Regions from separate parts of the Sus scrofa genome. Here all the other regions are linked to region 2. Evidence: chromatin contacts called from public Hi-C, HiChIP or PLAC-seq and promoter capture Hi-C data. All regions are on one chromosome and are shown on one strand. Each heading gives the region's core, a stretch centred on a gene start, on an enhancer-like site or on the middle of the called end of the contact. The rest is flanking DNA. Distances are from core to core; before and after follow the strand shown.

The links. Promoter capture Hi-C pulls out the DNA fragments that hold promoters and counts their contacts. A called contact is a pair of places that touch in the nucleus more often than the background predicts. HiChIP or PLAC-seq counts read pairs in DNA pulled down with a chosen protein or histone mark.
Region 1: a contact with region 2 is called in a promoter capture Hi-C map of fetal liver, with 2.4 times the contacts expected there. The contact joins the promoter of MKRN1 here to the promoter of KDM7A in region 2. A contact is called at or near these places in 1 of 5 promoter capture datasets (fetal liver) and 1 of 47 Hi-C or Micro-C datasets (embryonic fibroblasts).
Region 3: a Hi-C map of skeletal muscle shows a contact between it and region 2, with 2.3 times the contacts expected there. The contact joins the enhancer-like site here to the promoter of KDM7A in region 2. A contact is called at or near these places in 2 of 5 promoter capture datasets (fetal liver and liver), 2 of 47 Hi-C or Micro-C datasets (brain and skeletal muscle) and 2 of 2 datasets of contacts at active chromatin or transcription factors (alveolar macrophages and skeletal muscle).
Region 4: an H3K27ac HiChIP or PLAC-seq map of alveolar macrophages shows a contact between it and region 2. The contact joins the enhancer-like site here to the promoter of KDM7A in region 2. A contact is called at or near these places in 3 of 5 promoter capture datasets (fetal liver, fetal skeletal muscle and liver), 6 of 47 Hi-C or Micro-C datasets (alveolar macrophages, embryonic fibroblasts, mesenteric adipose tissue and 3 more) and 2 of 2 datasets of contacts at active chromatin or transcription factors (alveolar macrophages and skeletal muscle).

The regions. Positions count from the first base shown.
Region 1 is chr18:9,332,038-9,335,201 of Sscrofa11.1, reverse strand. MKRN1 (E3 ubiquitin-protein ligase makorin-1) reads right to left here and starts at 1,565. Exons shown (of 8, transcript XM_003134608.4): 1 at 1,137-1,565. The coding sequence starts at 1,321.
Region 2 is chr18:9,580,004-9,583,106 of Sscrofa11.1, reverse strand. It overlaps KDM7A (lysine-specific demethylase 7A), which reads right to left and starts at 1,639. Exons shown (of 20, transcript XM_003134614.4): 1 at 1,314-1,639. The coding sequence starts at 1,507.
Region 3 is chr18:9,424,666-9,427,783 of Sscrofa11.1, reverse strand. It overlaps SLC37A3 (solute carrier family 37 member 3), which reads right to left. Exons shown (of 10, transcript NM_001244154.1): 10 at 1,376-1,842. The coding sequence ends at 1,654. Among named protein-coding and RNA genes, the nearest start is that of RAB19, 35 kb to the right of the region's middle. Within about 2 kb of position 1,638, at least 2 of the 83 cell types and tissues checked have an H3K27ac peak or open chromatin away from gene starts, as enhancers often do. A contact at or near this core is called in skeletal muscle, where this site is marked.
Region 4 is chr18:9,447,462-9,450,757 of Sscrofa11.1, reverse strand. No RefSeq gene overlaps it. Among named protein-coding and RNA genes, the nearest start is that of RAB19, 58 kb to the right of the region's middle. Within about 2 kb of position 1,992, at least 2 of the 83 cell types and tissues checked have an H3K27ac peak or open chromatin away from gene starts, as enhancers often do. A contact at or near this core is called in alveolar macrophages, where this site is marked.

The DNA of each region.
Region 1 (3,164 bases), core at 316-2,815, 250 kb after region 2:
GCTACAGAATACAGAAAACAGTTTTTATGCTTTCTCCAACCCGGTACTGAACATAAACTTAATCTTTTCCTTCACGCCTTAAACGTATCATATTAAGCATTGGGAACGCTTCACTCTCGCTAATACCAGGACTGTAAGTTCTGTATACGAAGTATTTGGACATCAATTACCGCATCTAGGTGAAAACTGGCGTTTCAAAGATTTCCTTTCAACCAGTAGAAAAAACAAAGCTTCCAGTCGCTACCGATCGCATTTTTAAAAATCCAACTACGACATCCAATTAAATGCCCTAATTTTGTACGTACAGCTCCATAACTGTTTACATGTTTACACATATCCGTACAGCCCTCCTCCTCTAATCACTTTGTTTTTTCAAATATTGTCATCTGACATCCCAACCAAATCTCTCTCCTTGGGGAGGGACGAGCTCCCTAGGCTCCCTTAAGAAGATGCGTGGATTTCAAAAGAAAAAAACCCTTTCCCGGGGGACGGGAATGGCAGCACGTAAATCCTAAAGCGGAGGAGAGGACACGGCCCGGCACTCGGTTCTGAGACAAAGATCAGAACCACCAACCTCAATAAACATACAAAGAAGAAATAACAAAAGCTACCGCTCCAGGGGGTGGGGGGCGAGGGCACCCGAGAAAGACGTTAGAAACGGATGACACGGCGGCGGAGCCGGCAGCAAGGCCACCTAGCCGGGACACGCGGCGACTTTCCCCGGCCTCGCAAGGTTGCGGGGAGGCGGGCTCCAAGCGACACCGCCAAGCCCCTTCCCGAACCTGCAAGCTGGGGATAGGGAGCGGCGGATCCGGCGACAATAAAAAGGAGGGAGGAGTCACCCTACCTCTGCCTGTGCGCGCCGCTCCGCCGAGCGCGGGGAGGCGGCGGGCGGTGCGGGGACCCGCAGCGACGCCGCGCGCGCCCCGGCCGCGGCGCCCTGCGGGGGTTGACGCAGCGCGGGCAGCGAGGCCGCGGCGGCGGCGGCGGCGGCGACAGCAACGCCGGCAGCCGCGGCGAGAGCAACGCCGGCACCGCAGTAGCGGCTGCGAAACGCCGGCTCCCCTCCCACCTCCGCCCGCCCCTTCCTCCGCAGTCTCGGCCCCCTCCCCGCGCCCGGCAGCGCTGCGTCTCACCTGCAGGTGACCTGTTTAGTCCAGCCGCCGCCGCCGCTGTCGCTGCCGCCTCCCCCGCCCCCCGCCCCCGGGGACGGGGAGGTGACTGCGGGGATAGGGGTGGGGGAGGCCGCTGCCACCGCCGCTGCTGCCGCTCCTGCTCCGGGTGTTGTGGCTGTTGTTCCGGGAGCTGCAGCCTCCGCCATTACTGTTTATCCCACACAGCAATGGCGCCGGAACTTCCGGGATCACATAGTTCCGGTCCGGCTGCGGGGAGAAGGCGGCGAGGCCAGGGGTAGGGAGGGGAAGGACACTGAGGCGGCCGCTCGCTCCCCGCGGCCCCGCGTCGCGTCTCGGAGCTTTCTCGCAGCTCGAAGTGCGGGCCAGAGCTGGAGAGCCCCCCGGGCACGCCCCCCCAGCGCGCTGATTGGTGGGCGAGGCAGCTCCGCCTGAGAGGGGCGGGGCTGGGGCGGGCTTCCCCAGGCTGCCCCTCCCCTCAGCTACCCACTACTGCCCCCAGGCTTCAAGTCTAGGGAACCAAAGTCCTCACTTTGCAGGGCTCTGACCCAGAACACTTCCCCCAGGGTGCCTGATGCAGTGGAGGGGGGGAGTGGGACTGGGGTTCTGGGTTTGAATCCAGACTTTCCAGGCTCTACACTGTGAACTTGGGCTAGATACCAATTTTCTCCCGGCTTCAGGTTCCTTATATCAAATGGGGATGAGTAGGTCCTACCACATAGGGTTGCTATGTGGTAGGTATGTATCGCAGTCACTGAACATAGCGCCTGGCGGGACTGAACACGTCTTCTCCTTTCAACCAAAGTTGTTAATAATGTTCTCTCCGTGGAGTTCCCTCGTCATCCAGCAGGTTAAGGATCTATCGTTGTCACTGCACTGCCCAGGTTGCTGCTGTGGATAGGGTTTGATCCCTGGCCCAGGAACGTCCACTTGCCTGGGGCACACACATAAAAAGTGTTATCCCTTAAATCCAAGAGAATAGCAAGATGGCTAAGCAAAGTCTGTGGAGTCAGCTGTCTGTCACTTCTAGGCTTCTGCCCAGACCCAGCAACGTGTTTTGGAGCAAGCCAACTTACCTTAATGCTCCTGCTTTCCATCTGTAAAAGAAGTGATGTTGCAGAAACTCTGTCCACTGGTGCCAAATAGAAATGTGGAGGCGGGGAGATAGGGAAAAAAAATCTTTATTACTTTGCCAGGCAAAGGAGACCACAGCAGGTTAAAGGTCTAAAGTCTGGAAGAGAATTGGAGGTAGTTTTATAGTTGGGGAGTGGAAAATAAGGCTACATATAAGGATCAGTGTAAACGCAAGCTTATATTCTTCTTCTAAGCTGGTGTTTAGTGGCCTCAGGACTGGTTCCGATGGTCCTCCTTTCTGGAACAAGAATGCTTCATCAAGTAGTTAACATCTTTCACTTATTGGGGGTTTTAGTTCTGCAGAAGAGCTCAAAGATATTGTTATGTATATTCCTGGAGGAGGAACCAAGACCCTGCCCCAAGGCTACACTATTGTTTCTTGACTGCTCCTCCCTGGTCTCTGCATCCCCCCCCTCTCTTCCCTAATTAGCAACTTTTGAACCTGCCCTTCAGGGATTCAGGGAAGGTCCTGGAGGCTGAATCAGACCTATTTTCTAAAAACAAGAAGTGAGGGACACTGAAAGGCTTTTCTGCCCAGGAGCCCCACAGAGTCCTGCTCGGTTTCAACAATATTAAAATAAGAATAGCTGTACCTACCCAGAGATGGTTGTGAAAATTAAATGAGAGTCCATGTAAAACCCTTAGAATGGTGCTTCACACTGCAGTTTTAACTTAATAGACAAGAACAAAAGCTGTCTGACACATCCCAGCTTCTAAGAGTTATTTCTAAAACAAGGAAAAATAGGAATTCCCGCTGTGGCTCAGTGCTTAATGAACTCAACTAGCAATGGACCCGGGTTCAGTCCCTGGCCTCACTTAGTGGGTTAAAGATCCAGGAATAACATGAGCTGTGGTGTAGTTTGCAGACACTATGCAGTTTGGATCTGGCATTGCTGT
Region 2 (3,103 bases), core at 390-2,889:
ATCTGCTATTACCCGGGAGCGTACTCTCGCCAAGATACACCGCCAAACGGTGCTGGGGAAACCTGCTTCACCTAAAGGTGACCGCAGGCTTTGCCACAACACCCAAATAAGGACTTTGGGAGCCCGACCTCAACTAGTTTCTTTGTTTAAATGCCTGCGAATCCCTCCCACGCCGGAGTCAAGAGGCTGTGGCGCCGCCCTTTATTAGCCTCACACTTTGATTACAAAACACACGAGTCGGCGGCTCGGCGGCGGAGGCGGCCCGAGCTCTCACAAACGTCAAACCCAAACGCAGGCAGCGGCTGAGGCACAAGGCGACGCTCGCCGCCCCCGCCACCCGACCCCAAGTCCCCACCGAACGGCGCAAGTTCGCCTGCACCAGGCCCCCGGGCGCTGGCCCCGGGCTGCCCGGGGGTCGCCGGCCCTTCGGGCGACGGGAAATTTCACTCTCTGTAAAGTTTGAGCGGCGGCGCGGGGGCGGCCCGGGGGCGGCGGGGACGAGAGGCTGTGCCTCCGGGCCCCGCTGCCCACTCCATCCGCTCCACCCCCGCCGGGACGGGCTGCGCCGGGGTGACGGGTGGTTGGCACGACCGCAGCCGACCTGACGCCCCGCTCGGGACCCCCGGCCCAAACTTCCGACTGGCATCTTTCAAGTCCCCGAAAGTGCCTCATCTGTTGCTCTGTTTACTCCGCGGAACCCCACCGGGCGGGCGCTGCCGACGCCCCCGTCCCAGAGCCCGGGGGCCGAGGAAGTTTGATAAAGACAGGGGAAGGGGGCGCGACCGGGACCCGCAGAAAGAGGGCAATTTCTGGAGACCCCGGGCCGGGGCCAGCCGGTCGCCGCCCGGAAGGAAGGCGGGGAGGGCGGCCGGCCGGGCGGCGACTTCGGGCTGGGAGTCCCGGGCGGGCGGGCGGCCGGGCGGGGCGGCGGCCGGGCTGCGGGCGCGGCGAGGGGCGGCGGGCCGGGCCGGCGCTCCGCCCGCCGCCTCCGCCGGCGCCTGCCCCGGCCGCGTCCCCTCGCCCGGGTCTCCCCCTGCCAACTTCTCGGCCGGCCCCCTTTGTTCCCGTTTGTTGTGGCGACTCTTCGCCCAGCCAGGCGATCCCACCAGCCCCCCTCAGCCCGCCCGGCGCCCGGCGAGCCCGGGACCCCGCGCGCCGCGCTGCCCGGGCCGAGGGCTAGGAGCCGGAGCCCCTGAGCGCTCGACGCGGCGCGGCGGCCGAGCGGAGAGCGGCTCGGGCGGCCGGCGCGGCGACGGCGGCGGTTAGCCGGTGGCCGGCGGCAGCGGCGGCGGGGCTAGAGGGGGTTTATTTACCTGCCGTGGAACCAGTCCTTGCAGATATCGCACTCGATCATGAAACGGTTCACGTCGTACGGCTGCCGGCACACACAGTACACCGGCGGGGGCGGCGGGGGAGCCGAGGCCCGGCCGGGAGCCGCCACCGACACGGCTGCCGCGGCGGCTCCAGCTGCTGCTCCCGCGGCCACCGCCGCCGCCGCTCCGGCCATCTTTAAAAAACACACACACGCTCGCTCGCTGCTCCGCTCGCCGACTGGAGCGAGCGCAGCCGCCAGCCAGCGCCGCCTCCTGCAGCAGCCGGAGCAGCAGCCGCGGCGCCGGCGGCGGCGGCGGCGGCGGCGGCGGCGGCGGCTGCGCCCCAGTGCGCGCGCGCGCGAGGCCGCGGCCCGGCGAAGGGGGGCGGGTCAGCGGCGGGCGGCGGCGCGCGCACGACGCGCGAGGTCCCGGCCCGGCTCCTTCCGGCGCTCCGCGCGGGGCCGTGCGTCTCGCGCACGTCCTCCTGCCGCCGACGCGCGCACCGCGCTCCCCTCGCGTCGGCCGGGCGGAGGGACAGGCTGAAGGGCACGCGGGGCGGGGGAGGCGGAGAGAGAGGCGGAGGGAGGCGGAGGGAGCCAGAGGCTCCCTGAGGACACGCGCTGTGGCGCTGGGAGCGCGGCCGCAGGAGGAGAACTGCGGGAGCGCGCGAAGAGCCGGCTTCTCGGTTTCTGAGTGAACGCCGAGGCCGGGGAAGTTCCTGCGCAGTGGAAAGCGGCGCACGCTGCGTTTATGCTCAGAGCCGCAGAACCGAGGAAAGGAGAACGCTGCCGGAGCCACCTCCCGAAGTCACCTAGCAGCCTCCCCGAGACCTCCGGGGTCCGAGTCGAGGGTTAACACCACGGAGAGCGGGTTATGCCCGGCAGATGGGCAGGAGTGTGCTGGGGAGTCATTCAAACTTCCAAAACGTCCCAGCCGATTTCCCACCGACTAGCCAGGAGATTAGTGTTGATGGAGCCACTAGTAGGTGAAGGAGGTTGTTCCCAAGAGGAATTCAGTTAATTCAGTCTGTGCGCCGAGAGGGGCCAGGCTTCAAATGTAGTGGGTGGAGAAAGGACCGGAGAGGAACTCGGCGTGTTTATAAATAACGTGAGACGCGAACGCTGAGTTCCAAGTTTGGAAGGTTGGGATAAAATTCTAAATGTGATGACGCCTCGGGAAGGGGCTGCCACGAAAACCAGATAATACGGTACTTGGCACATAATAGGCCACTAATAAATGTTTTTGAATGAAGGATGTGATTGATAAGGATAAAAACAGCTAGCACATACCGAATAGAGAAAAATTGCCTTGGAATCATAACCACGCAAATTGGAAGGGATGTTAAGAATTATGGAATCAGATATTTGTAGCTGAATTTCGCAGGCGTTTCTATCAATGGTAAAATCCCAATAGCTCCAGGTCTCACTCAGCCCCAGGCAGAAAATCACTGATTTATTCTAATCTTTTTATAATTGAGGAAAGCAATTAAGTTGCCTCAAGTGTCAGATATGAGCTTAAGCTAAAGTTTTTAAGTTCGATTCTGTATCCAGTCCTCTCTCTACCGCTCTATTGCTTGTCACATATGTTTTGGGAAAAGAAAAACCTGGAAATCAGAGTTAATCCCAGAATGAATGAGTTTGAAACACTTCTACTAGTGAAAAGAGAATAGTTACTGTGATTTTGGCATATGTTTAGAGGCATCCTGGATTGGTGGAGTGAAAAAAAAGGCTTACATTCAGACCCTGTATTATGGAAGCTGAGTGACCTTGGGCAAGTCACTCCATTTCTCT
Region 3 (3,118 bases), core at 389-2,888, 160 kb after region 2:
AGTATTCTCCTCTGATTTTTTTCTTATTCGAAGGGCAAACTTTTTCCCCCTAGAATGGTAAGAATATAGGCAAAGGCAGACTTAACAATCCATTCAAAACCCCTCTTGGGAGTTCCCGTTCTGGCCTAGCAGAAACGAATCTGACTAGTACCCATGAGGATGCAGGTGTGATCCCTGGCCTTGCTCAGGGGGTCGGGGATCTGGGTTGCCGTGAGCTGTGGTGTAGGTCGCAGACACGGCTCGGATCCCGAGTTGCTGTGGCTGTGGTATAGGCCAACAGCAGCAGCTCTGATTCAACCCCTCACCTGGAAACTTTCATATGCCTTGGGTGTAGCCCTTTAAAAAAAAAAAAAAAAAAGAGAGCAAAACCCCTCTTGGTCTACTTATGATTCTCTTATACTTCATTCACATAGGCCAAAAAGTATACATTTTTAAGATATCAATTTTGCCTTCTCACTCGAACACTAGATCAGGGTCAGTAAACTCGGGCTCACGGGCCAAATCTGGCCAGGTCCATTTGTTCCATACTGTCCGTGGCTTCTTCTGCTCTAGAGTTGAGCAGTTGGGGCAGAGACTGTCCAGCCCCCCCAAAGCTAAAAACATTCACCATCTGGCTCTGCACAGAGAAAAAAAAAGTCTGCCAACTCCTACATGAGATATCAGATAAAAATTTCAAGTGGTGCCAATTTAGAGACAAGCTGAGGGCCACTATACATATTCCTCTGAACACACACTCCTAAAATAAAGTCTCAAAGAGAAGCTAAATACTTCAAGATGCTTTAGCCCAGGCAGAGTTACTGTCCAGCAATAATACCTCAGCAGCTGTGCTGAGGAGACTCGAACAGTCCTTACCGGTATAACGCCAGGCAGGCAACAAGCCTGGTAAAAGCTTATTGCCTGGACATGGGTAACAGGATTGCCTTCTTGGATTGAATAATTAGACTCAGATTCATCTTCATTTTCAGCACCATTCATTAATGGCCTGTGTGAGTCTTCTTCAAAATTTTCTTCTGCCTCAATGCCCGGGAGACCTACAAACAACAGTGACAGGCACGTTCAGAGGGCCACCCAGGTGCCCAACACTGTGCTAAGTGCTATGCAGACGTCACCACTTATGGGACCCATGTTACGAATCATCTCCATTTCACAGAAGCAGCCAGGACGGTTCAGAGTCCAAGGTCAATTAAGGTCAGAGAGCTCTTGAGCAACAAACCCAGGACTCTAATGCTCCTTTATCTGGCTTCAAGGCAATGCTTTTTCAACTACATCATACCCTCTTACATACAAAAAAAAAGTTAATTGTATACCATTAAACGGACATGTCTCTTTAATAACACTCAAAAGATAGAAGAAATGTACACATTTACTTCTGCGGTTTTGCTTGTACACGTCCTGTATTTAACCACAGACCAGTACACGAGATGATTTCCATGATGGAAAAGAAATCTGTCTCAAGAAGTGAAATTCAAAATACATCCGCGCCCATATCTAGCCAGCGTCTCCATTACAAACCCATTTGCGACGGATGAGTTTTCCCCGAAGCCATAAAAACGTGGGCCTCCCTCCCTCCAACACTGTGGCCGGGCCAGGCGAAGCCTTGGCATCTGCGAGACACAAACAGCAATACTGCTCCTTTCATTCACTGCAAACAGCTCACAGTTCTCCTGGAAAGAAAGGGCTGGGCTGCCCTGGCCACGGATGTCTCTTCGCCCGTAACCGTGAGAGCTTCTGGACAGAAGGAGACAGCTTCTCCTCACCGAGTTCCTCTGGGGACACCAGGAGTCCAAAGAAGATGACGATCCCACCAGCAAACTGCACGGCCGCCGTCACCAGGAAGGCGTACTGGAGGGAGAAGCAAGGTGAGCTGACACATCTGGGACACGGGTTCGAGGCAGTCACTGGAGGCAGGGGTGGGGGCGGGAAGGACAGGCTGACCGGGAAGGAAAGGACAGCTGAGGTCCCGGCCTGTGCCACGTGCCAGGCCCAGTGTTTTACCTGTGTTTTCTCACGAGTTCTTCCCAATGACTACACGGGCTTCAGAGAGGAAAATTAAGGTCTCTCGGACACTGAGTGCTACTAGGATGATTGTGAAACCAGAACCAGCTCCCCAAGTATCACTCTTTACACCACAAAGCCTCCCACGACAGACAGGAGCTGCCCTCCAAGGTATTGTTTAGCTGGGGGGAGGGACTAAACCATACACAGAAGAATAATAAAAGGCAGCATGCAGCCAAATAAATGAGACAGCTCAATCCCAACAGGAAAACATGCACAGGAATTCAGAAGCCAACAGCTAGGAGTTCCCTAGTGGCTCCAAGGGCTAAGAAGCGGCCTTGCCTTGTTACTGCAGCAGCTCATGTCACTGCTGGGGTGCAGGTTCAATCCCTGGCCCAGGAACTTGAATGTGCCAAAATCAAACAAATAACAACAACAACAACAATAAAAAAAACAAAACAAAACGGAAGGAAACAGCTAAAGAGGTTGAAGGAGGCTTTAGGGAAGAGCTGATAATCAGAGCAAGTGACCATCCTTCCCAGAACGACTACAGCAAAGGCACTGGGTGGGAGGGAGACGGAAAGCCTTCTGCATGGTGAGAGATGAGGGCTTCTGCTGGGGGTAACGGGAGAAAACCGATTTGGAAAGGTGCTATCAAGATGAAGGACTCAAGGGAGTTCCCGTCGTGGCTCACTGGCTAACGAATCCAACTAGGAACCTTGAGGTTGCGGGTTCGATCCCTAGCCTCACTCAGTGGGTTAAGGCTCCGGCGTTGCCGTGAGCTGTGGTATAGGTTGCAGGCACGGCTCGGATCCCGCATTGCTGCGGCTCTGGCATCCGCGGGCCGCAACAACTCTGATTCAACCCCTAGCCTGGGAACCTCCATATGCTGCGAGTGTGGCCCTACAAGGACAAAAGACAGAAAAAAAAAAAAAAGATGAAGGACTCAAAAGCCAGGCCGCGTTGTTGAATTTTATTTAAGAGAGAATGGAGCCTGGTGTGGCTAGGCGAGTGACAAAATGAGCGTTTCCAGAAGTCAAATCTCAGAGCAACAGGTAAGGTGAAACAAAATACCCACCGGAGCCAATGAGTACATCCAGGTGGGAAGCTAAGAAACCTAAAA
Region 4 (3,296 bases), core at 743-3,242, 130 kb after region 2:
GTTGCCAGGAGCTGAGGCGAGGAATGCAGAGTGGCTGTTGAGAGGTGTTGGGTCTTCCTGGGCAGGGGGTGACGACAATGTTCCAAAATTAGTGATAGAGGCAGAGCTCTGTGAACATCCCTAAAATCCACTGCACAGGTGTTTTTTTTTTTTCATTTTTTTCTTTTTAGAGCCACATCTGTGGCATATGGAAGTTCCCAGGCTAGGGGCTGAATCAGAGCTGCAGCTGCTGGCCTACAGCACAGCCACAGTGGTATAGGATCTGAGCCGATGCACGTCTGTGACATCAGATCCTTAACATACTCAGCAAGGCCAGGGATCAAACCTGCATCCTCGTGGATACTAGTCAGGTCTCAATCCGCTGGGCCACAATGGGAACTCCCACTGTACATTTTAAATGGGTGACTTGTATATGTGTAAATTATATCTCAATAAAGCTTTTAATTATTTATTTATTTACTTTGCATTTTAGGGCTGCACCTAAGGCATATGCAAGGTCCCAGGCTAGGGGTCAAATCAGAGCTGTAGCTGCTGGCCTACACCACAGCCACAGCAATGCAGGATCCAAGCTATGTCTGCAACCCACATCACAGCTCAGGACAATGCCAGATCCCTAACCAACTGAGCGAGGCCAGGGATCGAACCCGAATCCTCATTGATCCTAGTGGATCCTTACTATTTAGCCACCACGGGAAGGTTTTTTACTTTAATTCAGGAAGTTCCCGTGTGGAGTGGTGGGTTAATGATCTGGCGTTGCCACAGCTGTGGTGCAGGTTGCAAGTTCGATCCCTGGCCCAGGAACTTCCATATGCCACATGTGCAGCAAAAAAAAAAAAAAAAAAAAAAAAAAAGTGATGTTCAGATGTTCAGAACTTTCCCAAACGAGACATCTGTGGAAGGGAGGTGTCGCTCCTACTTACCCTCAAGGTCTCTGGTCTCCCAGATTTTCTAGCTAGAGATGAGGATTCATACAAGATCTCAACACTGACGCAGGAAACAAGACCCTTTTGATACCTGCGCAGAATAACACAAAAATACTGAGTAACAAGATTATTCTAAGAGCTGAGCATGGAGCAAGCTGGAGCAGGGCTGACTAGACGGGGGAACGCCAAAAATAAGGCCTTTGGAGAGAGGAAAGTGGCTTAGAAAACAACGTGAAAGATGAGTGAGAAAAGTAAGCGAGAAAGAACAGAAGGAATCAGGGAAGCCCAGAGCCTGAGGAAAGGAGAGAGGAAAAGACGTGTCAAGAAGCATCCTTGGGAGTTCCCGTCATGGCTTGGTAGTAATGAACCTGACAAGTATCCATGAGGATGCAGGTTCAGTCCCTGGCCTCACTCAGTGGGTTAAGGAGCCGGCATTGCTGTGAGCTGTAGTGCAGGTCCCCGACACACCTTGGATCCCACGTGGCTGTGGCTGTGGCGTAGGAGCGAAGCTGCCCGCTCGGATTCGACCCCTAGCTGGGAACTTCCATGTGCCGCGGGTGTGGCCCTAAAAAAAAAGACAAAAATAAATATCTTTAAGGCTGTGAGCCTGGGAGGATGAGGTTGCCACTGACGGTTAAAGACAAAGCACAAAATGTGAGAATTAGGGTACAGTGGAGACTCCCAGGCCAGTAATCAGAGAGAACCACTTAATGAATAAGGATCAAAATGTGTGCTGATGCCTAAGGTTACTCAGAAATGTTGCAAGCAGTGTATCAAAGAAAGACCACCAGGAAAGCTATGTGGGAAGTGGGTTTGCAGGGACTGGTGAGAAAATGAAATCTATTCCGCTGGGCTGCCAGCAGGGTATCGTGGTGATTGCCAGGCAATTGAAGATTGGAAAATGAGTAACAAATTGGGGCTAGAGAGAAAAATTTAGTAGACATTGGGATGTTTTAGAAACATATGAGAAAATGAACTTTGTAAAAGCAGAACTGGAGGAGTTCCCTGGTGGCTTAGTGCGTTAAGGATCCTGCGTTGTCATTGCTATGGCTCAGGTTCAATCCCTGGCTCTGTAACTTTCACATGCCATGGGTGTGGCCCAAAAATGAAAAAGAAAAAAAGAAGTAATGGAACTAGAACAGAGGAAATGAAACCTTCATTAAGTTCTACCTCCCACTTACCAGGACTTTATGAGAGGATTGTTCAAAATGATGAGAAGGTAGTTCTGACTTTCTTTCTTTTTTTTCCTTCTAGGTAAGAGCATCTTACAATAGTCCTGACTTCCTAGAGTTTCACAGATGGGAGATGACAAAGCTAAAAATAGAGTATGAACCAGAGTGTCTGGAACACAGAAGATGTTGCCTAGAGAGTTTTCTTAGAATTGAGGATTAGGAGGAAAAGGAGACGTCAGAATGGAGAGAAAGTAGAAAGTAGAATTCAAAGAGTAAGAAAGCAGTTAACAGCATCAAAAGTCAAGAATGGAGCCTGCCAGCTTTAATGAGAAAGCAATGGCTGGGAGTTCCCGTCATGGCTCAGTGATAATGAGCCTGACTAGTATCCATGAGGACACGGGTTTGATCCCTGGCCTCACTCAGGGGGTTAGAGGATCCGGCGTTGCCGTGAGCTGTGGTATAGGTCACAGCCAAGGCTCAGATATGGCATTGCTGTGGCTGTGGCATAGGCTGGCAGCTGCAGCTCTGATTCAAACCCTAGCTGGGAACTTCCACATGCTATGGATAGGGCCCTAAAAAGCAAGAAAGGAAGCAAGCAAGCAACCAATGCCTGGGGGAATAGCTTCAATAAAAATTTAACTTATCAGACACAACCTAGAATAGATTTATAAGGAGATCCTGCTGAATAGCATTGAGAACTATGTCTAGATACTCATGTCGCAACAGAAGAAAGGGTGGGGGAAAAAACTGTAACTGCAATGTATACATCTAAGGATGACCTGACCCCCTTGCTGTACAGTGGGAAAATAATAAAAAAAAAAAAATTTAAGAGGAGTTCCTATTGGGGCGCAGGGGAAACGAACACGACTAGGAACCATGAGGTTGCGGGTTCGATCCCTGGCCTCGCTCAATGGGTTAAGAATCTGGCATTGCCATGAGCTGTGGTGTAGGTCACAGACACGGCTCGGATCCTGCATTGCTGTGGCTGTGGTGTAGGCTGGCAGCTGTACCTCTGATTCATTCCCTAGCCTGGAAACCTTCACATGTCACAGGGGCGGCCCTAAAAAAAAAAAAAAGCAAAAAAAGTTAAAAATAAGAGTAAAAATTTAAGATAAGAAGCATAAAAAGCTGAAAATATTTAAAAAGCTAAAAAAATAAAAAATAAAAGTAAAATTTAAGAAGCATAAAGAGCTGAAAGGGA